Regions from separate parts of the Ovis aries genome. Here all the other regions are linked to region 2. A link is a contact called in public Hi-C data. All regions are on one chromosome and are shown on one strand. The core of a region is the stretch at or near the end of the contact, and the rest is flanking DNA. Distances in the headings are between cores, read along the strand shown.

Region 1 (4,456 bases), core at 511-3,010, 77 kb after region 2:
TTCCTGTAGATGTTCTGTATTAAATTGAGGAAGTTCCTCTCTATTCCTAGTATGGTGAGAATGAGTTGAAATTTGCTTCATGGCCTCATCTGAAAATATTTTAAACTGGTGAATTAAGTTTACTTAACTTTGTATTTAAGCTCATTATTGATTTGATAGATATATTTTGTCTAAATCTGTTCCGTTATATGTTTTTATGTTTTCTTTAAGTCTTTTTCATTATGTGACATGTTTATTTATGCTCATATGTTTGGCCTAAATTCTGTCATGCTGTTTTATGTTTTCTGTTAAAAAATTGTAAGTCTCTTATTATGGGGTCTTTTAAGAAATTTGATTTTTTTTTTTTTTGATACTCTAAATTGTACCTTTTTTGGTACAATTGATGTCTTTTGATTCTCAGCCACTAGGCAGTGGCATTGCCCTGTCCCCTGCCATCTTTTTCCACTTTCCTGCATAGTCATTTTTGTCAATTGTATCATTTTTACATTATCACATGATAAAATTTACGTTTGGCTTATCACTTTGATCTTTATATTTGTTGTAATCTTAGTTCTACAGTGAAATGAATTCAGTTGCCAGTTCTTTTGGCTTTGATTCTCCAGTTGTCTTTTGGATTCAAGGGAACCATAGTTTCTGAGTTCCAGTGTGTTCAGGACTATTAGTCTGTGGTCATTATACTTGAAGGAATGCCAGACTGGATATGAAATCCTTTACTCACACTTTGCTTCAATATTGTAAGAATTTTGAAGTTTTATTCCACTGATATATGGCATTGCATATTACTGTGAAGAAATATGAGGCCAGATTAATGCTTTTACCTCTGATATGTGCCTTGATTTCTTTCTTTTTGCCTAGCGCAAGGAGTTGTTTATTATTTTGAAAGTCCAAACTTAGTAAGTCCAATTTTACTAGATTTTACTGCATGCTGACCATTCTGGATCAGTTTCCTTGTCACATGGGGTGCCCTGTGTAGCCTTTCATTACATAGATTGAAGTCTCCTAGTTCCACTGAAAATGGAGTTTGAAATTCCATACAAGTTGTTTTCATTGTCTTTTTGATATCCAGATGAGATAGGAAGTCATTCTGTTGTTTATTTGATTCTGGGTAAGGAAAGTAGTTTCCCAGAGGTTAAGTAACTTGATCCTTGTCAGCCAGCGAAATGCAGAGTGAGGATTCAAAACCGAGTTTAAAAGCTTATGTTCTGTTACTTATACATACCATGGTGTTTCTTCAGGGCTGGGAATACAGTCACAGGAGAGCATAGTTGTATGATCAAAGGAACCTTGGTCTCACTGGATATTTGTCATAGAGGTGGGTACATCTTAAGCAGCAAGTGATGTCCTGAAACATTGATGGACCACTAGGAACTTCATGATCTTTTACAGCCTCCAAGTTTCCTCGTTTCTTACTGCCCTGTACCCTCTTCTTTCATTTTTTCCTTTCTTCTGTGTGACCCAAAAAGGAGACGATAGGTAGATAAAGTTTCTATTCTCATTTTTTATTTTCTTTTGATTTTTTTCCTTTTTAGAACTGGACTCATTAATGTAATATGTGTTCTCCTTTTGTTTTGTTAAAGGGGACCTCTAGTCAGATTTTCTGTGAAGCTGAGGGATAAGTGGGTAAAATCAAGTTTCTTTTCTTATCTGTTTTCACAAGTTTAGAGTGGTTGAGTTTCCTGAAACAGATCTAAAACCAGTAACTGCTGTTGTTGACTCTGACAGTCTCCTCAGCCCTGAACATTGCTGTGCCCTTCTTGAATACAGTGTTGGTGGATTTGTTTGTGAATGTTTCTGAGAGTATAAAGGTTACTCTCACACATATGTTTACTCTGTGAAGATAAGATTCTGGTGAAAATAGAATTGAACTGAACTGTGCCATGTTCTCCATCTTAGTATTTCTGTGAAGAACAGTCTAGTTTTCAGAGATTATTGGTAGCTATTACTCTAGTAAAAAAAAAAAAGGCTTGATTGCTAACAGTTAAGGTCATTGTGGGTCAGATTTAGTTGCTTATACATACAGGTCTTGTATATAAATTCTGACTTGTGTGTTTTTCTGGTTTTACCTGGGAAGATTTGTGAGAGACCCAGGGTGGAGAGTAGACAGGGCAAATGATGGTGCTTCAAAATGATGTATCCCATTGACTATTTCCTCTGAAGAGGACAACGGTGAGTCTAAGGGATTATTAATAATATTATTTTTGTGAATATGTGTTTGGGATTGGACGAGGGAGAAGACACATTTTTTTAAAGAATTCATAACATAATTTAAATTTTTGTTTGTGCTTAATTTATAATACCTGTGGCATAGCTGTGACATAGCTCTGTATATCCGTAGGCAAGAGGGAGGCATTTGAAATTTTATTTCCCATGTTTCAGGGACTATTTTCTATTGCAACTGAGAATAATATTCACTGATCAAAATGATGGCTTTTAAAAAATTAATGGCATTATATAGTGAACATTCCATCTCTTTGAATCTGTTTTCCTTTTATATATCTATTTCTTGAGTTTTGTGTCCTTTTCATATGTAAAGGTAAAAAGTTAGCATTAAAAACACAATTAAAACTATATATGGCTAGAATAGAGTGCCAAAGTGTAACGCTGATACTCTTTTTTGAGAAGTAATGAAACAAGAAGGTTTTTTCTAAGGTGATCATAAAAGTTTATGAAAACACTTTAAAAATAAACTTTTAAAAGTGAAATAAAGATCACTCAGTCTTAACGTGTTTTAAATTGTTAACTTTTAACATTGTGATTACATATACATAACAGAATTTACCATTTTAACTAATTTTGATTGTATAACTTCATTACATTATGTACATCCACAGAGTTGTGCAACTGTCCCTCTGCAGAACTTTTCTTCTTCCCATGAGACACAGTTTCCATTCAGCATTAAGTCCTCCTTCCTTCCTCCACTAACCTCTTGGCAACCACCATTCTGCTTTTGTTTTTTGAATTTGACTACTCATCTGAGTGGAATCATGGTATTTGTCGTGTGTTTGGTTTGTTTTACTTAGTGTAATGTCTTCAAGGTTTATCCGTGTTGTACCAAATGTTAGAATTTCCTTCATTTTTAAGGCTGAATAATACTCTGTTGTGTGTTTATCCTGTTTTGTTTATCCCTTCATCCTTTGAGGGGCACTTGAGTTGTTTCTACCTTTTGGTTACTGTAAATAATGCTGCTGTGAACATTGCTGTAAATATATTTGTTCAAGTTACTGCTTATACCCCGAAGTCAAATTGCTGGAGGATATGATAATTCTTTTTAATTTTTTGAAGAAAAAAAATCTGTTTTCCAAGGCAGCTATACCATTATTTATTCCTACCAGCCTATTTCTACATGTCCTTGCTAACACTTGTTACTTTCTATTTCATTGTTTTCTTTTTGATGATAACCAGTCCATGGATGGTGCATTAGTGTCTCCTCGTGGTTTTGATTTGCATTTTCTGAATGATTTGTGACATTGAACATCTTTTTATGTGCTTATTTGCTCTCTCCTTTGAAGAAATGTCTCCTCAAGTGCTTTGTTCATATTTTAATCAGATTGTTTGCTTTTTAAAATTTTAAGTTGTAGGTGTTCTTTATAAATATATATTTTGAATATTGTTAAAAAAAAACAACAGGGCTAAAGTGGAGGAACTGAAAGTGGAGCCACTTGTGCAAAGTTCACATCACCAAACCAAGACCTAATACCTAACTTTATTACAGTTTCAGCCTCTCCCACCTGTGGAGTCTAGGCAATTTGGAATTACTTGAGGTAATCTGACCAATAGACCCCTGCACCCCTAAAGGAAGGTGACCGTGTCACAGACAATCCACTCCGCTGTAGCTTCCTTGCTCCATCCCATTCTGCATGTAAATGTCTTTCATGCTGTGTAGCTTGTCTGAGCTCCTTTCTGTCTTGTTAGATGGGGTGTTTCCCAGTTCATGAGTTCTTGAATAGAGCCCATAAGACATTTTAAAATTTACTGTGTTGAATTTTGTTCTTAGTATAAATCTCTTATCAGATACGTTATTTGCAGTGTTTTTGCCAGTTCTGTGGGTTGCCTTTTCATTTGTTTGGTAGTGTATTTTGATGCACTCTTTCGTCATTGAATGTGATAGTATCTGTTTTTCATAAATGGCCTTTATAATGTGATATTTTCCTTCTATTCCTAGGTTTGTTGATTGTTTTTTTTTTAAATCATAGATGAGTGTTGGATTTTGTTAAATTCTTTTTCCTGCATTTAGTTTAAATGATCATATGTTTTTTTCCCCTTCATTTCAGTAATCTGTTGTATCACATTGATTTTTTTTAAATCAATTATGTGAATAATCGTTACATTCAGGGAATAATCCTACTTTGTCATGTTGTACAGTTTTTTAAATATGCTGTTGAATTTGTGTTTGCTAGTATTTTGTTGAGGATTTTTACATCAGTGTTCATAATGGATATTAGTCTGTAGCTTCCTT
Region 2 (4,611 bases), core at 41-2,540:
GTTTTTCTGGAATTCCCTTGCTTTTTCTATGATCCAGTGGATGCTGGCAATTTGATCTCTGGTTCCTCTGCCTTTTCTAAATCCAGCCTAAACATCTGGAAGTTCTCAGTTCATGTACTGTTGAAGCCTAGCTTGGAGAATTTTGAGCATTACTTTGCTAGCGTGTGAAATGGATGCAATTGTGCAGTAGTTTGTACATTCTTTGGCATTACCCATCTTTGGGACTGGAATGAAAACTGACCTTTTCCAGTCCTGTGGCCACTTCTGAGTTTTCTAAATTTGCCAGTATATTGATTGCAGCTCTTTCACAGCATCATCTTTTAGGATTTGAAACAGCTCAGCTGGAATTCCATCACCTCCACTAGCTTAGTTCCTAATAATGTTTCCTAAGGTCCACTTGACTTCACAGTCCAGAATGTCTGACTCTAGGTGAGTGGCTAATTTTCGTGGCTGTAATAAAGCTGGGTTAAAATGCCCGGGTGCTGTGGCAATAACCAAATCTCGATCAAACACGGGTCAGGTTAGTGGGTGTGAAAGCTCGTACTTCTGAAAGACAACTGTGCTGTCCACACTCAGGTGGAGTTCAAGTCCCAAAGGCCTTCAGAGGAGGAGAAATGTAGGCCCTCCAATGAGAAAGGGATGCCGTGGGAAGACCTTCATGTCTGCGAAGGGGTTGACCGGGCGAACAGGAGGATTTATCAGCCCTACTAAGGGTCTTGCAGCCCTACTGTGCGTCTGGGCCTGTGTGGGAAGACAGGTTACCAGGGGCGTGCGCGGCTCCCGCTGCCTTCTCCGGCTCCGGGATGGAGTTCCCCGTCCGGCTGGCGGTGGGCGCGCGCCCCGCCAGGCCGAGCCGAGCCTCGTGCGCAGCCGGGGGTCCCGCGGCCTGGCCGCCCGCTCTCCCTGCTCTGTGGCCGCAGTCCGCGGAGGTCGGCGCTGCCCGCTCGGGGTCCGGACGGCCCAGCCCGCCCCCGCCCCGCCCGGCCGCCGCCGGTCCCGCTAGGAGGGGGATGGGGAGGGTGGAGAGGCCGGCGGACCGCGAGGCACACGCGGCCGCGGCGAGCGGGCCGGCAGGAGACAGACGGCGCGGAGGCGGAGACGGTACTGTCTCCTGCTTCCCCGCCCGGCGCTGCGGACCCGCCAGCGAGGCCGGGGATCCCCTGCGGGCTGGGGAGGAGCCGCCGCCGCCAGGCCGACTGCGCGTCCCGGGAGCGTGGAAGGGGGCGGGGAGCGCGGGGAGTCCGGGCCGATCCGGGCCCTTAAAGCATCTCGCCCTCCCCCGCCGACCCCGGGCGCCTGCCGCCTCACTCCAGAGCCGCGGCCGCAGGTAAAGGCTGACCCGGTGCTGCGGCGTCCGGCGAAGTTCGGGGCGGAGGCGCGGGCGGGAGGACGGGACGCTGGAACGGGATGTCCTCGATCCCCGCCGTCGGCGCCCTCTCCAGGGTCGCGCTGGGCACGGCGGCGTCCGGCGCTGCCGGGGGTGGGCGCGGGACGGCGGCCCCAGCCGAGCCGTCGGCTTCCTGGTGCCCCGCGCTGTGGTGCGCTGCCGCGGCGGGGTTGGGGAGGCGGGGTCCGCGGGCAGGTTGTGTGGGACCTGCCGGAGTTTGCGGGGCGGGAGGACCCTGGACCCCGCGCTTCCGGGTGTTGAGCGCGCTGCGCCGGGCGCCGGCTGCAGGGGCTCCCGCTGGTCCCGGCGCCACTGGCCCCTAGGCTGCGCCCGGAGCCCGCAAGAAGCGGGCGTGGGCAGGATTTCTGTGACCCTCGCGGCGGAATAAACAGGAAGCGACGAGCACCCAGCCCGGCCGCCCCGCTTTGTCGTGCGGTCTGCGGGGCGCCGCGCGCGGGACCCCTCCCGGGACCTCGCCCGCTGCCCGGGGGCTGGGCGCGCCGGGTAAGCTGGGTGCTGGGCCGCTCGCCGTGCTGGCCCCCAGAGCATCAGCTTGGTTTTAAACTTTTTTCCTAATTGGAAAAGGAAGAGGCTTCCGATGAGGCGGGGGGCAAGGGGGTTTAGGAAGACAACGAGGATCGCGACAGGTGGGGGGCACCTGGAGAAGGTAGGGGTTCGGCCGCTTGCCTAGTGAACACGGGAGGGTTTTTGCACAGCCGGAAACTCACCAGGCGCAGGAGTGTCCGTGAATGCGGTGGATTCAGTAGCTTAAGTTTTGTTTTCCCCGTAGACTCTTTTAATTAGCTGAAATTGGATATTTTTGATTTGCTTATTTCTCTTCCTCTGTGTCCCATCTATTTTCTTCTCTTTCTCTCTTATTACTTTGGTAGCTTCACATCTCTGGACCCCTGGCTTGTAGTTCGGTGCTGCGTTCTAAATTTTGGGTATTTTTGGGTGCCCTACTGTGTGTGGGCATTGTGGGATGAGGGAAGTGAGCGGCACAGAGTTGGTCCTGGAGCTGGTGTTAGTAGGCTTCTTGCAGTGGAGGTGGCTGGCTTGAAGACTGGTGCATCTCTTCCTTTAAAAGGAAGATTCCTTTGAAAATAGCCCTTCTGCCTGTTGGGCTGACCCTAAGGGTGGTCTCCAGTCCGGGTCCCCTGGAGTGGCACAATGGTCCTGGTGACCCTGCACGGAGAAACTGCCAGGGTGTCCAGTCAGGTCTGCGTTTTCATAGGAGGGTTTAGTCTTTCCAGGGCTTATACTGTGTGTGCTGTCTCCTCTGCACAGCTGCCGTTGGACTCTGCACAGTAATCTTGGAACATGTTCTTTATGTTCAGTGAAGGGTTGTAATGTCAAATTTGAGTCATTCCATGGACTAAGGAGTGGATCTTATCCATGTACATGTATTGAATTATAATATTTGGTTTCCTGTCAACCCTTGGATGGGTGCCCTTTAATGGTCCTTGCAAAGAAGTGCTTTTTGAAACACAGGGTATATTCCTCATGATCTCTTAGAGCTTAATTCTTTTAAGAGCTTCCCTTTGCTATTGACACTGAACACATTGTTAGGAAATAGGCCTGAGATTGTAAATGCCAGTGAGGGATTTGCTGCTGCAGACTTAGTGCTGCCTTCTTACCTTGTTTTAAAAGCCGCCCCCACCCCCCGCCCCCAATTTCTTCATATTTTGCTGTTACCCTGGAAGTCTTGGCTGTTGGTGGAGTCTTCTAGTTGGTGAAGGCTTGTATTTACAATGGAGAAACCTGTCCCTAGCAGGCTTTTAGGGCTGTCTCTCGAATCCTCTCTGGGGCTGTTTGCATGACCACAGTCTTGCAGAGGAACCTGGCCTGTGGCACCTGCTTACTAAAGGATTTTGTGCCAGTTTGGTGGCCTATTGTTTGAAAGTCAGAGTCTCCCACCCCCGCTTGCCAGAGTATATACATATACAGACAAATTTCATTACCCACCTCCCCTCCCCCCAGACTGCTGACAGTGCTCTAAGAATAGTTTTCTTGCCTGGCACTGAGAGCAGTATCCACCCGCCTGCAGAGGTGTTTACAGTCCTGGGCTGCAGCCCTGGTTGGCTTAGTGGCCTAGCAGAGCAACCGGTGGCTCGTGGGATGCAATGGGCTGTTCCTTGGGGCTGCTGGAAGGGCACCTCCCAACTGGACAGGGGAGCCTAGGGAAGTGACAGTGAGTTAGCATCTTGGGCGCTGTGGTTCCCGGCCTGTGGCCCAGCAGAGACCCCTGAGCTTGTCTGGATCCCTGTGCAGTCACCCTCATGGTCTGGGCAGGAGGTACTCAGGGGGTGGGGCATGGTCAGTGGCACCCATGACTGGTTGGGTCTTCCTGGTGGCCCTTGCAAGTTTTTTTTCCATCTTTCTTCTGCGTCTGGGCTTATGATGTTTCTGTGAGGTGTCTGTTCTTTGAGGTGAGAGTTAGTACAGAAAAAAGAAATGAAATGATCTTTCCATGTTAACCTGCAAAATTTTTAGAAACATTTAATTAATGTGCTTCATATGGATTATGGTGAGCAGTACAGAATGGTGTGGAGTGCCCCCCAGTGGCCCTCTCTCCCTACTTCCACCCCCTACTTTCAGGGGTCTCAGGACATTCTCCGGAAAGCCAGTCTTCTGATGTCAGAGTGACTTTCTGCCTTCGTGGTATGTGTTAGTCTGGAATTATACCGTGACCTTGTACCCTGGGTGTGAAGGAAGGTGAAGCTTCAGTTTTTAATAGCAATGTATAGCTTCTGCCTCCATCTGAAACTTTAGGCCACAAGACTTGCCACATCTTAGGGAAATTTTGGTGACATTATTAGTTTTTAGGCAAGTAGGGGACACAAGTGAGCACCTGTATTAATTGCTGTAGAAATAATTGGGTTTGTAATTCAAAGTGATAGTGTTTTTCTCGCTACCATAGGAGGATGTGAAAATAATGCTTGTGTTGTGTCCTATCTGTGTGATTTGAGTTGGATTGCTTTTCTTTGAATTTCCACTAAAAATGGTACTTTGGCCTTTTAAGCTGTTTTTGTAAGGACTTTTCTTTCCCCCAAGCTTGTTTTCCAGATAAGTCTTGGAAATTACGAAGAACATAGCTATAATTTCTCCCTTGATTGGCAGCAGAGAGCTTTCCCGGACAAAAATAAGGCTGTTCTGTGCCAAATGGTTGACTTTTCTAGAATAAAAACTCTAAAGGGTTTGCAGAGAGTCCTCTGGTTAATATA
Region 3 (4,165 bases), core at 544-3,043, 120 kb after region 2:
GATTTGGTGTTTGCTCTCATGTCAGGACCTTTAAGCTGGAGTGACAGGGACAGTAGACAGTGCAGGTAGCATCTCCCAGAAAAACCAGGTGCCAGAAATGATTCATGTTCAGATTGTTGAAAAGAACAGGACAGGAAGCTGGAGTGTGCTCTAGAGAAAATGTGTTTGGGTGGTTACCTGTAGAAAATGGTGTCCTGAGTAATAGCAGCACATCCTTTGGGGCTATCTTGTAGAGAGTGTTTCTGTGAGTGTTGGGTTTGTGAGGAGTATAGGGTGCAGCGTATACAGGGAAGGTGGTGTGGGTGCGGGGGTGCAGTATGGTCTCCGTCTAATGCTAACCCACTGGCCTTGAGAAGATCCTCAAGGTTTTGGCAGTTTCTCCAGTGCTGGGTGTGGGACAGCACTGGTGGGTGGTGCCCGGGCAGACCCTGTTGTTGGGGTTGGAGTGTCTTAGAGAACTGTCTTTCCCAAGCAGCCTAACAGGTGGGGGAATTGGGAATTGGTCACGAAAAGCCAGCTTACCTGGAGATAAAGGCTGATTTTAAGGAGTAGTACTGGAGAGGTAAATTGGGGTCAGATTCTAGAAAATCAGGATATAAGGTGTTTTCAAACAGTTTTTATTCTCTTTTCTGAAGGAACTCATTGAAGGTTTTTGAAAAAGATTCATTTATTAATTTGACTTTTGGCTGCACCAGGTCTTCTTGGCGGCAGGGTCTTTCTCTAGTTGTGATGCACGGGCTTCTCACTGCAGTGGCTTCTCTTGTTATGGAGCACGGGCTCAGTAGCTGTGGCTCCCAGGCTCTTGAGTGCAGGTTCAGTAATTGAGGCACATGGTCTTAGTTGCCCAAAGACGTGTGGAATCTTCCCAGACCAGGGATCAAACTGGTGTCCCCTGCACTGGCAGGCAGACTCTTAACCACTGGACCACTAGGAAGCCCTATTGAAGATTTTTAAGGAGGCAAGTGAGGCTGAGACGAGGCAGTTAACGTGGGCAAGTGCTAAGGAGCACCAGCTCTGAGCCCATTTTACAGGCAGGGGAACACTATGGAGGGGGAGCCCCTGGAAGGACTAGCCTTGCCCATGGAGCAGGTGGGCTTTAGGTGAACTCGAGCTGCCTAAGGAGATGTAGCAGTTGGGGGGAGGGATTGGCTTTTCAACAGATTTTGAAAAGAGTCTTATTGCTATGATGATTATCACAATAAAATTTTGAAAGGAGTGTGTGAAAGCACATCAGAAGATGGGTGGATGGATAGTGAGAGCTGCCCCAGCTCGGGGGAGCCCCCTGCCTGCCTGCCCCTGGCAGTCTACGAGGCTTCCACATGCTGCAGCTACCAAGGCAGCTTGAAGTGGGCTTCACGGCCCCTTCCTGTTCTTGCTGAGAGGATGGCATGGAGGAAACCCCAGCAGTTTACAGATTTACAGCCACCAGGACAGGCTGATGCGGGGGTCTGTGTGTGACCCAGGGTGTGTGAAGGGATGCAGGAGGCCAGTGCTGCTGCCCTCATGGTTCAGGGAGACTGGGGGGTGGGGAGCAGGATGAGAGAGAGACTCTTTTTCTCCCAAACCTGGTAACATGGTTTCAGCGAAACCCTGACTTTCCCATCTCCAGCCTTACCCAGGTACGATGGACTAAGTGTAAATATTAATGAGCACAACAACAATAAAACTGGCAGCAGCGCGAATGAATGTGGTCTCCTGCAGTAGAAATATTTACCCGATATGTCCTGCCAATGAGAGAGATTTTGGCATTAAACCTAGACATTACCTCACTCTCCTGGGCAGACAGCCGACTTCAGTGCTAAGCAAGTCTGCAGAGTGAAGAGCTGCGTGTACCTGCCTGATTGGCTGCACAGCCCAGACCCTGGTGGGAAGTGATTTCTTTGAGTGTATCTGTCTGTCTGTCTGTCTGGGTCTTGCCCTTAGTTCCTTTCTTTGTTTCTCTAGCCCTCCATAGGCTTGTCATTGTCTATTTTCAAATTGCTGGGTTTTGTGTTTGTTTTTGTTAATCTTGAAGGGCACGTTGTGAAAAGGTCTGCCAGCCAGGTGGGCAGGTATTAATACACACGGAAACCTGAAAGGTCAGAATTATCAGGAAGAAAAGTGAGGAACCTGTGTGTGTGTGCGTGTGTGTGTGTGCAAATGTCCCCACACACAGGCTCACATGCCCTTCTTACTTATTAAGAGCCAGGAACTGGTGAATGAAACAGGTTTCTTGTTTTGTTGTGGTTTGTTTTAATTCATGATTAGTACAAGGGGATGTTCCACAGTAAAGGATGTTTTAGTTCAAGATTAATGGCAACTAAAATAATATTTTGAAACATTTGAAATTATACTGAAAATGCGGTTTTTGACGCTTCTAACCTAAGAAAACATACTTGAAACCATCTATTCCACTGGCCTCAGATCTCTTTGAAATTAGTATTACATATAGTATAGAAGTTATGGGTCAGCACAGGAGACAGATCTGGGCTGGAAAGTAAAGTCTTTGAGTTGAGAGTACTGGGAAGGCTTTGAGTTGTCACTGAAGTACCAAATATTCTTCCATAAGTTTCCATATAGGTTGTGGAGAACCACGCTGTCCGTCTACTGCTGAGACCAAGTCACCCTTTATTTTCCTTATATCTTGACTCTCAGTTTCACGTCGTTTAGGTTTTGTGCTGTTACTACTGAGTGACTTAGTTTTATCAGTTGGTTTAAAGTAAGAAGTGCTTCCGTTTTCCTGTCTAATCTGTTCTTGAGCACTGGCTGTACCAGGCTAGTCCTTGCTCCCAGGATCAGCTTATTTGGTAGCCTTGTTGTGATGCAGAACAAATGGGCCTCTGGTGCCACCACCAGGCAGCCCCTCTCGGTGGAACATTATCCACAAAAGGTAGAAAGTCTCAACACCAGAGCAGTTTCATACTGTGTAGATGATACTGTGCTTAACAGTGTGTCTGCACTTGATGGCCCTGAGGACTGAATTCCACCTAAGAAATCACTGTGGGTGTGTCCTGTGGTGCTGGGGGCCGGGCACCAGCTGGAAGTCCCTGCTGGTCCTTGTCTACATCATTCAGGGGAGGCTTACCCACAGTGGAAAGGGGTGGTGATGTGACGTTAGCCCAAAGCCATAGCCAGCTTCTTTATCGGGGGCAAAGATAGCTTTACTTCTTTGAATGAGCCCAAGTTCATAAAAACCCAGCATTGAATCCTAGGGTGCTTTTGGTTTTAGTTTTGGAGTTTCAGTAATTTCAGGGTCCCCAGGAAAACATATTCCTGTAAACTTCACTGGTCATAGAGAAACATTACCAATGCCACTGAATGTTAACGTTCAGGGCTGAAGAAGTGTGACAGAGGCAGGTGGATGGGAGTGGAATAAGGACATTTGTTCAAGGAGTGCAGTGGTCAAGCAGCCAGATGACCTTGTTAAACTGGGCCGATCTCACCCCAGATTTTGATGCCTATCACTTGGAGAGTGGTTTTATGTTCATGGAGAAGACTTGGCTGCTGGCAGGCTTGGCAGAAGCAGGGCAGAGGCGTGTTCATTGGTGTAATAACTTTAATAGCAGTAGTGCTTGTGAACATCCTGGCTTCCTAGTCACTCAGCAAAGCCCTTTTTGCTCCTGAGTTCTTACCAGGTGGGGCATGCTTGGCCCCAGGCCAGGACCAGTGGATCCCATCCAGTGTGGGGACAGCAGAAGGAGCCCTTGATCAGGAGCTCTGAGATGCCCCCATCAAGTCTGCTGGCTGGAAAGCAAAATGAAACAGTGAAATAGAAGTGAGCTTCACTTTGCCAAATTAGTGTACGTCATGTTTTTCTTGGTTTTGTTTAATAACAGCTATTAATTCATCCATCATATTTTCTGAGCACCTGCTATGTGTTGGGGCTTCAGGGATAAGCTGGTGAACAGGTCCTCTCTGACAGTCTGTGTTTTAGTTACGGGCTCAAGTTTGGTGTCGGCCTGAAGAGCCTCTGACTGAATTGTGTACATTAATCTGCAGAGAGGGATATTTTTCTTATCAGAGTTGATATTTCAGACTGATAATCAATCCATCAGTCCACTTGGATATATTTTTGGTCTCCAACTATTGTCAAACATTTGATTGCTTAACTTTCCATGATTTCTTTGAAAGAGTAAGAAGGGAGGATAAAACGACATTGAAACTGGTAGATTTAGGGATTGTAGAA

Evidence for each region. Hi-C and Micro-C count contacts between places; a contact is called where the count stands out from the background.
Region 1: a contact with region 2 is called in a Hi-C map of liver, with 4 times the contacts expected there. The contact joins the enhancer-like site here to the promoter of LDLRAD4 in region 2. A contact is called at or near these places in 2 of 16 Hi-C or Micro-C datasets (liver and mixed tissues).
Region 3: a Hi-C map of hypothalamus shows a contact between it and region 2, with 7 times the contacts expected there. The contact joins the enhancer-like site here to the promoter of LDLRAD4 in region 2. A contact is called at or near these places in 8 of 16 Hi-C or Micro-C datasets (blood, hypothalamus, liver and 4 more).

Annotation. Positions count from the first base shown.
Region 1 is chr23:43,874,516-43,878,971 of ARS-UI_Ramb_v3.0, forward strand. All of the region lies in intron 3 of LDLRAD4 (low density lipoprotein receptor class A domain containing 4), which reads left to right. Among named protein-coding and RNA genes, the nearest start is that of LDLRAD4, 78 kb to the left of the region's middle. Within about 2 kb of position 1,761, at least 5 of the 54 cell types and tissues checked have an H3K27ac peak or open chromatin away from gene starts, as enhancers often do. A contact at or near this core is called in liver, where this site is marked.
Region 2 is chr23:43,797,673-43,802,283 of ARS-UI_Ramb_v3.0, forward strand. It overlaps LDLRAD4 (low density lipoprotein receptor class A domain containing 4), which reads left to right and starts at 1,291. Exons shown (of 9, transcript XM_060405482.1): 1 at 1,291-1,327.
Region 3 is chr23:43,917,393-43,921,557 of ARS-UI_Ramb_v3.0, forward strand. The region is part of intron 5 of LDLRAD4 (low density lipoprotein receptor class A domain containing 4); the gene reads left to right. Among named protein-coding and RNA genes, the nearest start is that of FAM210A, 57 kb to the right of the region's middle. Within about 2 kb of position 1,794, at least 22 of the 54 cell types and tissues checked have an H3K27ac peak or open chromatin away from gene starts, as enhancers often do. A contact at or near this core is called in hypothalamus and liver, where this site is marked.